Regions from separate parts of the Mus musculus genome. Here region 2 is linked to region 1. A link is a contact called in public HiChIP or PLAC-seq data. All regions are on one chromosome and are shown on one strand. The core of a region is the stretch at or near the end of the contact, and the rest is flanking DNA. Distances in the headings are between cores, read along the strand shown. Region 1 holds the start of Thumpd3 (THUMP domain containing 3). Region 2 has its middle 15 kb from the start of Lhfpl4.

Region 1 (4,512 bases), core at 636-3,135:
CACAGATTCCAAAACACTTAGCAACTGCTTGAGGCCTTTCTCCTTTCTCATCTCAGAACCTATAATTTTCTAGAACTCTCATCAGAAACTCCATTTAGTAAAGGGCATGTCCTAACCCCTTTGTACAACCCTAGTGGCTTCCGGTTTTATTAGAGTGTAATCCCATCCAAGGTACTTCTGAAACATCCTATAATCTCATTTATGAAAAATAAAGAAGGAATAAAGCTTTCTTTTCCATTTGAGATGTAATTTCAGAGCCACTAAGAGTTGTTATTCTGAATTTCTAGGCTTAAAATCTATGCTAACACTGTCTTTAATAAAGTTTGCTGTTTTGAGAGGGCTACACTTTCAGGTGCTTTTTTTGTTTTGTTTTTTTGTTTTTTGTTTAAGACAGCCTTGGCTGTCCTGGAACTCATTCTGTAGACCAGGCTGGCCTCAAACTCAGAGACTCAACTGCCCTTGCCTCCCAAGTGCGGGGATTAAAGATGGTAAGCCCCACCATCTGCCCCACCTCCCAAACATTTATTTATGGAGGTGAGGATCTCACGGTACACTTGTGGAAGTCAGGGGGCAACCCATGGAGTTTGTTCTCTCCTTCCACAGTGTGGGTCCTGGGGATAGAATGCAGATGGCCAGGCTTGATGGCAGACACCTTTTACATGCTGGGCCGTTTGTCAGACCCCTTTTTTATTTTTTACTAAACTACAACGCCGCTTTCTACGATACTGGCTGCTCCTAAACTCTTTGATGCATCCAAGGCAAGGATCCGGTTTTTACCTTTCTCATTGTCCGTGCTGACAAGGACAGTGTGGCTCCATGCCTCAGCTGCTGCTGCCACCACTGAAACTTTAAACAATTTTTATTATTTATTTATTTATTTATTGGTGAGGATGAGGGGAGAGGCAGAGAGAGAGATTGCAATGCAGTGTCATAATGCCCTTGGAGCCAGACTTGGCTGTCAGAGCCCCTGAAGTTACAGGTATTGAGAGCGGCCAGAGGTGGGTGGGTGCTGGGTACCAAATTTGAATTCTCTGGAAAAGCAAGCCTTAATCACTGAGCCATCTCTCCACCATCGCTCCCCCCCCCCCCCCAAAATCCGGCTGTCTCTTTCTGTTGAGTTCTAAGTTTCCTCTTTTAAAATGTTACATTTGGGGCTGGTGAGACGTCTTAGAGGGTAAAGGCTCTTGCTACCCATCCTGATTAGCTGAGCTGGATCACTGGAACCCACGTGGTGGAAGAGAAGCAACTTCTGCCAAGTTGTCCTCTGACCTCAGGTGTGGCACACAAGCTCCCTCCACACACACAGGAAATACATGTAACTAAAATATAGGAAATGTAACCTTTGGCATATATAGAGAAACATGATCTGAAAACCGCAGGCTAGGCTAGGGGCTATACTCTAGTTACAGCACAGCTTGCCGGTCCCTGCAGAATCCAAGCCGGGTATGGTGGCGCACACCTGTAGTCCTAGCATCCCGGAGGCAGAGACAGCGGATATCTGTGATTTCCAGGACAGAACGATCGACAAAACGAGCAGGCCAGTCAGGGCTACATAGTGAGACTCCAATCTCAAAAAGAAATTCCAAGTAAAGAGTGTTGTGCAAGACGGGAATGGGGGAGAAGAATCTCTTTAGCCTCGGTTTCTCTGGCTTTAAGACTGGAATCAAGTCCCAGTCTCACCCCAGTGCTCGACACTGAGGGCAGAGGAAGTAGAACAACCGAGCATCCGCTCGCTAGGAGAGCGCCCTCCGCAGTGGTTCCCTCCGGGCAGGTGACCGGCCTACCGGCCGTTCTTCCTCTTCCGGGTCAGAGTGCACCCAACTGCGCACAGCTCTCCGCGCACACTCCCCCGCCTACCCCGGAGCGTGGGAGCACCGTGCCCTCCGAGGCCTGACTTCCGTTTCCGGGCTGGCACCTCGGCTTCCGGCGGCGTGCTCGCGGTGCGGAGACCGGAAGGGTCTGTGCTTGCTGCCGGTAACTGGCCGCGGCTGGGAGTGGCCGGGTGGGTGGGACGCAGGGGAAGACGGCGGTGGCTTCGTATAGGTCGGTGCTGGGGCTGAGCGTCTGGACTCTCGCTGGGCTTCGCAGAGGGTGGGAGTGAGAGAGCCACTGCCCTTCGGTCCGAACAGCCCTTCTGCTCTCCACACTGTCCGTAGGAGTTGTGTTCACAGTGGCGAACGGTGACACGGTGGAACCGCGTTCACCTCTGTGGCCTGTTCTTGGTTGGCACAGCATTAGGGACAAGGAAGATGTTAGCTTAAGCCACGGCGCTTTTGAAAAGCTGGTGGGAGGTGTGGGCCCTCCATCACGGTAACACCACTCCAGCCCCTTCAACCTCCACAAACACTCCCACAGGACGTCTGTATTACTAGCTTCAGACATTTCCAAGGTGTCCCCAGCATGCGCGTCATTGGATCTCGGCGTCACCACATAGTAGGCTTTCAGATATTTGTAATTGTTTAGATAGTGGAAGTTGAGTTAATCTTTAATAAATTCACTGCCCACTTGTCTACATGGCGGAAAGTAGATACCTCACCCATACATTAAAAGTTTTGATCATTAGTCCAGAATTGTGTTGTTCTCGTTAAAATCTTCTGTCTTTGGGAAAGAGAGATATATTTAGTTTCCAGTTCGAAACTAGGCAGGAGTAACTTGCTTCCTGGACCCGCGAGTGTGGGAAGCAAGAATTTTTAACTCTGAACCACTACAGCCTCACATCCTGAAGTGCTAAGCTGAAAGAGCAACAGAGGAGCTTCTCTATTCATGTTAGCAAATGTAAGATGGTGCTTACCAACACAGATGAGCCTAAGCCAAGCACTGCATGCAGTGGAAACACTCTTGTCTTTTCTCCTGATGAGCCTGCATATTGCTTGTTTAGTCACGTTTCACTGCCTGTAATCCGTGCCCTTATTTATACTACAGTTTTAACTCGATAGGTACATTGAAATACAAAAAGAGATGGCATTGTTTCCCTTTTTCTTCCCTGTATTGCCTCTAGAGACTGTTGGTCCTTTTAGAAACATCTCCATCATGTCTTGTGACACTCAAGAAGCTACCAGAGAGTGCCTGGGTATGAACCTTGATGGCAACAAAGAGCCTGTGTCGCTGGTAGAAAGCGGCGTCAGAAGTGAGTCGGAGCATCTCCAAGTCACTATTGGAGCCACTGTACCCACTGGCTTTGAACAAACGGCTGCGGGGGAAGTGAGAGAGAAACTGAAGTCGGCCTGCAGAATCAGCAAAGACCGCGGAAAGATCTATTTTGATATTGCAGTGGAAAGTCTGGCTCAGGTTTGAACAAAACAGTATTTAAATTAGTCTTGGTTATTTTATGATTATTTTTCTGGTTTATAGACACCCCTCCCCCCCTTGGGAATCCTTTACTCTGTTCTGCTTAAAGTAGCTGCATTTTCTGTTGTGTACTAATTTATGAAATTGACTAGTTTACTATGTTGCTGTTTATAATGTCTTTGTAATGTATATTCAGTTTAGTACATTTTAGCGTTAGTTTAATATGGTTTAGAAGTGATCGTAGCATTTCCTGATGATTTATTCACCGAAATGAAATACCTACCAATGTCTATGACACGTAAATTTACTTTAGCAAAAGTTTGGGTACACACAAAAGCTGAGGTTTCCTTTTCATCCTTGTCAAAGACATTGTTTTTAAAAGATTTTTATTATTTTATGTGCATTGGCATTTGCCTGCATATATGTCTGTGTGAGGGAATCAGAGCCCCTGGAACTAGAGTCTAAACTGAACCTGGGTCTTTCTGAAAGAATAGTCAGTGCCCCTAACCACTGAGCCATTTCTACAGCCCCTTCAAAGACATTCTTGATCAAAAGTACATGATTACAGGTGAGAAGCAGAGGTTAGCAAACTGCCATTGCGTTGAAACAAAAGCTACCAGATTTCTTTACTATACAAGTAGCATAGGGTATGGCTTGTTAACTGTTGTCTTGCTAGTGTATCCCAAGCTGGAAGCATATAACATGCAATAGACACTCACAAAATACTTGTGGTTTTTGTAAGTAAGCAAGCATTTTCTTGATGCCTTCAGTAGTTTTTTGAAGATTGGGCACTATTGTCATCAGTCATTAGGTTTAAGAAGAAAAGTAGTTTGTCTGCAGTAATTCAGCTATCACCGAACTAGAGCTTAAACTGTATGTGGTTTCTTTTTTGGAGGGGAGAGATAGGAGGTTGAGACAAGAGTCTGATGTAGCCAAGTTAGCCTAAATTTCACTATATAGCTGAGCGTGCTGCCCCTCCCAAGAGCTGGGAGTGTAGGCATTTGCTGGTAGATCCATGCTCTTTGCCCCTGCCATATGCAGCCAAAAGACATGAGAGAAGAACAAGGATAAAGCCTCACTGTGTTACCCTCCTTCCCTTTCCCAGACCAGAGTTACTGCCTATATGACATTTCGGACTATATACTTTGGTCTCAGTGACCCTTTCTATGGGGAAGAGTGGAAATTGATGGGTAACCAAAGAGATGGAACACTCGGGATGGGAAA
Region 2 (4,645 bases), core at 304-2,803, 160 kb after region 1:
GTAGATTGGTGTTGGTAAGCAAGACATGCCTGTATTTTATCTCTCCCCTTTATTGTTTACCCTTACATTTTAAAACATGCATCGTTAACAGGATAGCTAAAATAAACTAGGCTGCCTCTGCTCCACCTACACAGAAACAGAGTGGGGAATGTTTTAGCTCAGAACCATACTATGCCATTGTTATGGTCATTTGCATATTTTTGGTTGTGTTTCTATCTAAAGCCCTCTAAGCACAATATTTTAAAGTCAAGTTTATTAAGATTTAGGTACCTAAAACACGTTTTTCAGTATTGACAAAAACATGCAGTTGTATAACCACTACCATAGACACATGACATTTCCATTGCTCCCAGAATTCCCTGCTGCCCCTTCCATGTTGGATCTTCATCCCACTTTGAGCCCCAGGCAGCCATTTATTTGTTTTTCCCCCTTTGGTGTGTTTTATTATTATTATTATTACATTTATTTATTTATTTGTAGTACTGTGACAAGTGATCTGATGTTTGGATGAATCCATTCATTTTTCCATGTACCATTTGAGGTATATTTGGGCTATTCTCAGTTTGACAATAAAGCTATTGTGAATATCACCATAGGATTGACATAATATGAGGCCAGTCTGGGCTATATCATGAGTCTGAGGCCAACCTTGGCTACATAACAAGACCCTGTCTTAATCAATCTATCAATCAGTTGATATACAATTTTGTATCCCCACCAGAAACATAGAAAGTCTAGTTGCCCCACATCCTCACTGGTTCCTCTGTGTGTGTGTGTGTGTGTGTGTGTGTGTGTGTGTGTGTGTGTGTGTCTGTGTGTGTCTGTGTGTATACACCAGGTGAGGGGGGTGTATGGTTGATTCATTAGTTGGCTGGTTGGTTGCTTGGTTTCCAAAGGATTTTGAGACAAGTTTTCTTTTTCTTTTTTTTTTTTTTAAGATTTGTTTATTATTATATGTAAGTACACTGTAGCTGTCTTCAGAAACACCAGAAGAGGGCATCAGATCTCTTTATGGATGGTTGTGAGCCACCATGTGGTTGCTGGGATTTGAACTCAGGACCTTCGGAAGAACAGTTGGTGCTCTTAACCACTGAGCCATCTCTCCAGCCCATTGAGACAAGTTTTCATGTAGCCCAGAATAGTTTCGAGCATTCTACTTAGCAGAGGATGACCCTGATTCTCTAGCTCTACTTCCCCAAGGGCTTGAGTTACAGGCCACAATTTAGGGCGATTTTTTTTTCACTTTGGTTTTGAGTGAGTATTCCACTATGGTTTCCATTTAGAAATGAAATCTCTTTTGCTTTGTTTGTTTGTTTGTTTGTTTTGTTTATGAGAAAAAAATCTCACTGACTAGCCCGAAAGCTAACTATGTAAAAACAGGTTGACTTCAGAAGACCCAGCCACCTGTCTCTAAAACTCGGGTAGTAAAGCCACAGCCCCATGTCTGACCTAACTCCCCCTCTCCTTCCCTTCCCAGTCAAACCTCAGTGCCATTCCTTATGAGCTGTCTCCTTTGTTTATTGAGACAGTCTCTTTCCGGGGACCTGAGACTCACCAAGAAGTTTAGGCTGGCCAGCCAAGGAGCCCCAGGGTTCTGTCAGTGTCTGCCTCCCTCGTGCTGTGCACAACCTTATGGGTCTCTACCTCCCTAGCGCCGGTTTACACTACCTTACCTTGTTTTTGTTTTTTTGTTTTTTGTTTTTCCTTTTTCTTTTCTTTTAACTTTTGATTCTTTGTGAATCTCACATCATGCACCCCAATTTCACTCATCTCCCCATCCCTTTGTATCTGCCCTACACACTTGCAACCCCTCTCCCCCCAAATCTTGCTATGGAAGCTGTAATGTGTCGCAGTGTGTCCCACAGTACACCCTTTTGTCCACACATCTTTACTTGCATATGTTCGTTGGAATGAACTGTTGGTCTGGTTAAGGCCTCTGGCTTCTGTTACTCTATGAGTACTGGATCCTCACCAGGACTCCCCTCAGATATCCTGTTGTTGCCATATGTCATGGCTCTCCTGCAGCTTTGGATCTGCAGGACTGACTGCATGCCTGGTACTTAAACATGGATGCTGGGACTCTAACGCAGGGCTCTACTTTACCAACATGCCCTTATTGTGAAATGTTGGAAACTCTCCATTACATTACATAGTAAATATTGCTTCCCAATTGGTGACTCATCTTTTCAATCTTCTTTTTGTTGTTTTGTTTTAATTGACTATCACTACCACCACCACCACCACCACCACCACCACCACCACCACCATCACCACCACCACCACCACCACCACCACCACCATCACCACCACCATCACCACCACCACCACCACCACCACCACCACCACCACCATCACCACCACCACCACCACCATCACCACCACCACCACCACCATCATCATCATCATTGTCATCATCATCATCGGCTGAGTTGGCTGTAGTACATTCATAGAGGTCAGAGGTTAACTTGCAGTACGCAGTTCTTTCCTTCTATTGTGAAATCTGGAGGTCAAAATTCTGATCATCAGATTTATGTGGCAAGTACAAGCTGTCTCACTGGCCCCATGTCAGTTAAGCAGGGTCTCACAAAATAGCCCAGGCTTCCTTGAAGGTTGGGATCCTCCTGCCTCAGTCTCCTGAGTGCAGGGGACCACAGGCATGCGTAAACCACAAACACGCTATTGCTTAGCAGTGTCTTTTGAAAAAAAAACAAAAAACAAAAGTTTTTTTCTTTTGATGAATTCCCATTTGACATTTTTCTTTACCAATTACATCTTTTAAATATATGATATCTGTCAGTAATGGCAAGGAGCCTTGCCACAGACACTCTCAGGAACTGTTTTCTTTCTTAAAAAGTCTTCTATTCAGGCAACTCCAGACTCTTGACAATGCTGCCCAAAAGAATTTTAAGATGAGTCAGAGTGAAGCAGTCAGTGCACTCTTTAAAATAAGGGAGAATGAAAGCAGAGAGAGACAGACAGACAGACAGACAGACAGAGGAGAGACAGAGACAGACAGAGACACAGAGACAGATAGAGACAGAGAGACGCAGAAAGAGACAGAGACAAAGAGGCAGGGAGACACAGAGACACAAAGACAGAGACAGATATGCTTAGAAAAGTTACAGTACACATCCAAGACATGAATGTAGACTTCTCAAGACAGAGTCACATGAATGTGTCTTGATAATGGTTAGCATATATGCATACATGCTTATATTTATGATTTTTATGATTTTGTGGCTTTATATTACCTTGATCAGAGGATTCAGAGGATGTACTATTCAACAGGGTTTAACTATTAAACAGATAAAACTTTAAAGTTTAAAGTGAGTAAAAGCAGATGATCTAACTCACTTATTTCTCTTAGAGAATTCCCCTCTGCTGTGAAGTTGCACAGTGGTTTTACGAGGTTTTAGGTTCGCTGTTCAGAGTTAGGGATGCTCACAGGCACAGACACCCTGACCGTAAACAAGCACAGTTCATCTGCTGTTCTGAACACTCCTGTTGGAGATGCCCTTAGGAACACAGACATTAACCTGGAATTTTCAGTTGTCTTTTAGTTTCCTGAATCTCACTCGGTAGGTGAGGCAAACGCAGCCCCAGTATGATCAGTTTCTCCCTCTTATGCCCCCTCAATTTTCCATGTATTTTCATCCTGACTCAATATTTAAGCAAAATTTGCCTGATCAATGTTGCAGCATTTTCTTCCACACTTTCTTCCAGAAATGTTATGTTTTACTCTGCATGTTAACCCTCCACAACACATACTGAGTTAATTTTTGCTTATGATGAAGTTAAGATGATCTTGAATTCTGGTCCTCCTATGACCACCTCCCTGTGTGCTTGAATTACAGAGATACACCACCATCGCCTGTTTATGTGAGGGATTGAACTCAGGGCTTTAGGAATGGTAGGCAGCACGCAGCTTCAGGGGACTGAGCTTCGTCCCCTGCCCCTCCATACTCATCATGTACTTTTGTGCATGGTTATTCTGAACAGTTTGTTGAAAAAGCAATCTTTTTTTCTTTGGATAGTCATTGTACCTTTGTCAAAAATCAAACGGCCATGTGTGGTGGCACGCACCTATGACCCCAGAGTGTGACAGGTGAAGGCAGAATTTCAAGTTTGAAGAAGCCTAGGAAACAGAGTGAGACCCAGTCTCAAACGTGAATAAATATGGTCTGAAGGGGTTGCTCAGCATTTAAAGAGCACTTCCTGCTTCTGAAGGGGACCCAAGTTAGGTTCCCAGCACCCACACCGAGCAGCTCACAACCACCTGCAACTCTAGCTTCCCATGATCTGACACTCTTCTTCCCTCCAAGGGACTCAAATGTCTGAGGCACACACATGACAGATGCAAGTGTGCACATGCACATATGACCACAAATAAGAAATAAACTTTTCAAGCCGGGTGGTGGTGGCGCACATCTTTAATCCCAGCACTTGGGAGGCAGGGACAGGTGGATTTCTGAGTTCGAGGCCAGCCTGGTCTACAAAGTGAGTTCCAGGACAGCCAGGGCTATACAGAGAAACCCTGTCTCGAAAACCAAAAAAAAAAAAAAAAAAAAAAAAGAAAGAAATTTTTCTTAGAAAAAAAACGTCTTCCCCAAACTCGTATAATAATCTATAAAGCACTATTCATAAA

What was found. HiChIP or PLAC-seq counts read pairs in DNA pulled down with a chosen protein or histone mark.
Region 2: an H3K4me3 HiChIP or PLAC-seq map of the 230-238 cell line shows a contact between it and region 1, with 20 read pairs. The contact joins the enhancer-like site here to the promoter of Thumpd3 in region 1. A contact is called at or near these places in 4 of 115 datasets of contacts at active chromatin or transcription factors (the 230-238 cell line, the SCID.adh cell line and embryonic stem cells) and 3 of 9 other capture datasets (adipose tissue, liver and pancreatic islet).

What each region holds. Positions count from the first base shown.
Region 1 is chr6:113,044,417-113,048,928 of GRCm38.p6, forward strand. It overlaps Thumpd3 (THUMP domain containing 3), which reads left to right and starts at 1,886. Exons shown (of 10, transcript NM_008188.3): 1 at 1,886-1,974; 2 at 2,999-3,288. The coding sequence starts at 3,031. Gm43868 (predicted gene, 43868) reads right to left here and starts at 1,755. Exons shown (of 1, transcript NR_164179.1): 1 at 1-1,755.
Region 2 is chr6:113,208,043-113,212,687 of GRCm38.p6, forward strand. No RefSeq gene overlaps it. Among named protein-coding and RNA genes, the nearest start is that of Lhfpl4, 15 kb to the left of the region's middle. Within about 2 kb of position 1,554, at least 1 of the 459 cell types and tissues checked has an H3K27ac peak or open chromatin away from gene starts, as enhancers often do. A contact at or near this core is called in the 230-238 cell line, where this site is marked.